Linked DNA regions of Gossypium arboreum: region 1 is linked to region 2. A link is a contact called in public Hi-C data. All regions are on one chromosome and are shown on one strand. The core of a region is the stretch at or near the end of the contact, and the rest is flanking DNA. Distances in the headings are between cores, read along the strand shown. Region 1 has its middle 33 kb from the start of LOC128294736. Region 2 holds the start of LOC108478646.

Region 1 (2,746 bases), core at 33-2,532, 770 kb before region 2:
TAAATGTAAAGAGGATACAAACTCTAGAGCCAACAAAAAGTAGATAACGCAATCATATAAAAGATTGATATTTCTCAAAAGAAAAGGAACCAATGAAAAAATGGTTCGTTTAGCAGAAGTGAAAAACAGCAATTATGTTTATATAATTAACCACGAATACCTTTAATAATTATCAACTCATGCCGTCTTTGATAATTACTAACTGAATCAATTGACAATTCCCATATTCTTTGAACCCAAAAAAGGAAGAGGAATCTAGTAAACAAACAATTGCAGGAACAAGCTTTTGTGACTTAAACAAGCTCAGACGCAGCAGTTAAGAATTTCAGAGTGATAAAATGCACTTACACTGGCAAATCAGGATCCTCAAATTCATCTCTGTTATATCCTTCATGCTTAACCACCTGGAGTTTCTCATTCTGTTTTCTCTTCCAATCCTCCATTCTTTCCTTCCATGCAACAGTTCCATACCCATAATCCGCCAAATCTTTCTTAGGATCCATTGGTCTGGGTGGCACTGTGTTGTCAGCAACAGAAACCATTATACACTAGAACGGACATGTGAATAACAGCAATGTGCACAATTAGCACATTTCTACCAATCATATGAGACAACTTACAAGTCAAGGAAGGATCAGGAACTGGCATTGGATGGACCCGTTTTCCACAACTCATAAAGGGAGGAACGATAAGAGCATGCTTATCAGAGGAAATCCCAGCATCCTTTAGTAATAATCAATTAGAAATGTCAACCAACAATGCGATACATAAGAAACAGAACTTAACCAAAAAATAATTCACCTCTTCACCATATGTCAGAAGTGGGATCTCTGTAGCAACAGAAGCAGCATCAAACTCCGCTGGGGTGCTTATCCCTGAAACATGAGGTTGGGAACCACGATTGATATTGAGTCGAGCAGAGAGCATAGCAGCAGCAATATGGTGAGGATCTCTCCTATCTTGGCTAGCAATATCAAACTCATTCTCCAAATCATCAGCACCGTCCTCTTCCTCATCCCCTTCCACACGAGGGCAACCTGGAGTAGGCCACATTTTTAGCTAAATCTATCATCTTCAAGGGAATTTTTCTTTTTTACTAAAAGATAACTTCTAAAGGCTCACCTTTAATGCGCTTGTATCTGGTTTTGCATTGAGGGCATGCTTGATTGCCCTCTCTTCTTTCATATTCATAGCAAGGTCTGCATACCGGGAATGCACACTCATTGCAGGCAACAAAGGGTTCTCCATCAAGTGAAATCTCTATCTCATCTCCACAGATCTGGCAAATCTGCCCACTTAGTTCTTTAACAGAAGTCACCTGCAAGTCATAGTTACACAACTAACAACGTCAATCGCCACCAGATCATTAAATATGCTTTTCAGTAAACCGAACAGAACAATTTAGGTTACCCAACGATTCAGCTTTTTTAATAGCTTAAATAACAAAAAATGAAAATACAAAAAACAAGAGTTACTAATTGCCTAAATGGGATGCATCTACCAGCTCTGAGATCTACAAACTAGAAAAGATACTAAATTGAGATAACAAGGGAGGGTTAATGATATTTGATTTTGTTGAATCTAGGTGTATATAAACACTATGCCAACCCCCACCCCCCAAAAAAAAAAACCACAAGAGAAGAAATTTTCCTGGAATGTGATATTCTACCAAGCTGAAGAAAACAGCCACGGAAGCAAGGGTAAAAATTTCTGCTAATCCACCAACCAGAACTTTATAAGGAAAGAGAGAGAAAGGGAGAGAGAGACTCATCGAAACCCAAAAATGGTGGTAAAAAAAAAAGCTTTAAATCCTAAAGAATACGAAACAACACATTAACCAGCTCTTACTCGTCCCAAATCCTTCACTAACTATTGGTGTAGCCCGTAACGGGAAACAAAATACTAAAAGAGGCGATAAGCTTTGAAGGTGCTTACTCTTGCAATCTCATCAGCATTGATGAGAACAAACTCATTCCTGTTATGAGAACCAGCAACAAGTCTTCCTTTGGTATCCATCTACCTCCCAACCCCAACCCCAACAACAAACACAGCTCGAAGCTTCAAAAGCAAGACAAACCCCACTTCAATATAGCTACCTCTCTTTCCCCTTCATCACTCAAACCTCATAAAAACCCAAACTTTACCTTCCCACCTCTCTTTCTCGGTTTCTCTCTCAAGCACCCTTTACAAGAACAACACCATTATACAATGAAATGAACAAAAACACAGCTTGAGAGAGAGAGAGAGAGAGAGAGAGAGAGAGAGAGAGAGGTAGAGAACCAAATATAGAAATGGGAAGACAGCTAGAAATATAATAGTGTGACTGTCAATGATTATAATATTATAGTATTAAAGAAATGAAACAACAAATACTTTTTATTTTATTGTATTGACACTGTCATCTTATTGATCGATTCCTTCAAGGAGAGAGAGAGAGAGAGAGAGACCCAATTTTACCAACAATTGGTCCTCTCTGTGAAAAATAAAAAATGAAAACTGTGGCTAATGTTGATCTGTGACAAAAGCCTCTAAAAGAGAGAGAGAAAGGATCTGAAAGGAAAGAATCTTGGTGAAAATTCAACGCTTAACACACAAGGGATGAGACAGCAGATCAGCAAGAGAAGGGAAAAGAGAAACCAAATCTTACGTACAGATCTACTTCACATCAAATTTCATTCTCTTTTACATGCAAAAATTTTGCAACTTTCCATCTCAAAAGTTTTTGAACAATAAAAATCTCTCTGAC
Region 2 (2,700 bases), core at 196-2,695:
TCACCCATATTACTTATGTGTTTTCATATAATCCTCATGTTTATGACTCAGATTCGGTCGTCAGTGATGCTCTTGGAAATGTTTCTTTTATGATTATGGATTTTTCTTATGTTTTGGACTTTTATGGACTTTATGACCTCTTTTTTGGATTTTATTTTATGATAGACTATTGAACTGTGACATGGGATTTTTAAACTATGGACATTGGACAAATTGCATGAGTTTTTATTATTTTGTATTTTCCTAATAATATATTTTTCTGCAAAGTCAATTTATCGAATTTGAATTTGAAGTAACTAATGTTTTTGTGCCAACGTTAAGGGTGCTGAAGTCACGTAAGCTTGTTGTGAATTCTCTTTGTCTAGTTTGTAAAGTGGAGGAGGAGTCGGTGTGCCTTTTTTTTTTCGTGATTGTGTTTTCTCAAAGCACGTCCTGGAGAGGTTGGTATGGCTCTCTCGACAATTAACATGCAACATAGTTGGAAACAGTGGTTAGCAGAGGATTTTATGAAAAGCAGTTTAATGGTATGTAGAAAATTAGTCATCTCTTATTGGGCTCTATGGTATAACCGTAACAAAGTTTATCATGAGGGGATTAGAGATCAGATTCAAGATGTAATGGGTTTCATAAATGCGTACGTGTTAGAAATAGAGCAGTTGAGTGAGTTATCAAAATCACTAGATTTACCTAAGCAATATGTTTGGGAACCATCGGAGGGTGACACTATTAAGCTTAACTTTGACGTTTCATTTAATCAACAATTACAGATCTCATACTTGGGTATAGTAGCATGAAATAAGGAAGGACTGGTCATGGCATTGTGCACTTACCTATGGGAGAACATTCTAGATCCGACCATGGCTGAGGTGCGAGCATGTTTGAATATGGTCTCTTTTGTAGAAGAGCTAGGTTTTCGAGATGTGTGTGTTGAGGGGGATGCTTTAATAGTCATCCGGTAACTGAAATATGCAAAAGAGGACAAATTTAGGATCAGTAATCTCATAAAAGATATTAAGGGAAGAGGGGCCAAGTTTAGGAGCCTCCAGTTTAGTTTCGTACCTCGGGAGGCTAATGCGACGACACATAGGTTGGTGATGGAAGGCAGAAAGTACGATTACCCCATGTATTGGGTAGAGAAAGTCCCGAGGGAGGTAGAAAGGCTTGTTGACAATGATAGGAGAGGGGTTAGGGTAAGCGACCATTTGTAAAGGCTGAGTCCCGATTCGAAGATAGTGGGTTGTCCAATGAACTCGAAGGCCTGATGAGAGGTTTTCTAGTTTTGTTGCAATCAAAATATGACGAGTTTTTCTGGTTACCTCGACGATTCACTCGTGCTAAGAAAAGCTTGAAAGTTCTCTGGAGAGGAAAGTTTTAGATCTGGGGGCTTTCATTTCTTTTTCTGGTTTTTGTTTTGTTACCTTTATTTTGTTTAGCTATTTTGGTTTTGTTACTTTTGTTTACTGTTGGTGCTTTTAATGCAGTTAAGCTGTTTCGAGGTCTCCTAGGCGCCATTTAGTTACCCAATGGTTTGGCTACACCTATGGTCAGATTGCAACTGATTTTAAGGGTGAGTAAAATTCGATTTAATTTGAAAAAATTAAAAAAAAATTAAATTTTGAGTTAATTAAATTAAGTTATTCGAGTTATTCGAATTATTCAAGTCAACTCGAATAAGAAATTTCGGATTTCAAGTTGAGTTGAGTTGAATTTTTACAATTCAAATAACTCAAATAATTTGAATAACAGATTAGTAAAAATATCGTTTTGGCTCCTCAATTTTGAGAATGAGCAAATTAATCTCTTAACAAAAATTAAAAAAATAAAAATAAATTTCAAATTTTGAAAATAATTTTAAAATTCATAATATTTATAAAAATTTTAAAATTTTATTTTTAAAAAAAGTATAAATTTAAAAAATCTAAAAATATATCAAAAATTAATAAAATAATAATTATGGAATCTAAATAAGTGATTAATGATTCAAGTTTATTATACTAAAATTTTTTATTTTTATTTTTGCTTTAAAAAGTTTTCAAATATATATTGTTTCAAATTTATGTATTTTAACATAGAAATAGTTATATTGTACAAGATTTTAATTTAACATTATTAATTTTTCTAATTTAACTCGAACGGTTTCACTCGACTTGATCGAACGCTCACCCCTAATTCGAATTATCCGAAAATCCAAATAAAAAAAGACAAAACTGCATTATGTTGATAAATGTTTACCTTTTCTAATGTTAAAAGTCAAAAATATCAAGCTGCAAAACTAGATTATTTTGATAAATGTTTACCCATTAGTCTTACTTTCCTTCTCGAATTGCTCCACTTTACTTGTTTTCCTTTATTCAAAATTAATATAAAAGCTTGTATTTTGTCTACTAGTAAAATAATCAATCCATGTAAATGAAACAATGAGTATAAATAATAAGATTCGTTAATTCGACTCAACTTGACTTGAAATTTTAACTCGATTCGAAAAAAATTTAAATCGAGCTTAATTGCAAAAATAGGATTCGTCAACTCAACTAATTCGAAATTTTTTTATTCGATTTGACTCAACTTGATCGAATACTCACCCTTAACTAATTTCTTCTCGAAGTTTAAATGGCATCAATTGATATTTGTTTAAAAAAAAAAAAAACCCTAGATAATGTAACAACTAACTCGGAGAAAATATTAAATAATAATATGTAT

The links. Hi-C and Micro-C count contacts between places; a contact is called where the count stands out from the background.
Region 1: a Hi-C map of leaf shows a contact between it and region 2, with 3 times the contacts expected there. The contact joins the enhancer-like site here to the promoter of LOC108478646 in region 2. A contact is called at or near these places in 2 of 5 Hi-C or Micro-C datasets (both in leaf).

Annotation. Positions count from the first base shown.
Region 1 is chr6:80,677,632-80,680,377 of ASM2569848v2, reverse strand. It overlaps the pseudogene LOC108486187. Among protein-coding and RNA genes, the nearest start is that of LOC128294736, 33 kb to the right of the region's middle. Within about 2 kb of position 1,282, at least 2 of the 2 cell types and tissues checked have an H3K27ac peak or open chromatin away from gene starts, as enhancers often do. A contact at or near this core is called in leaf, where this site is marked.
Region 2 is chr6:79,911,579-79,914,278 of ASM2569848v2, reverse strand. It overlaps LOC108478646, which reads right to left and starts at 1,445. Exons shown (of 3, transcript XM_053029952.1): 1 at 1,060-1,445; 2 at 831-959. The coding sequence starts at 1,202.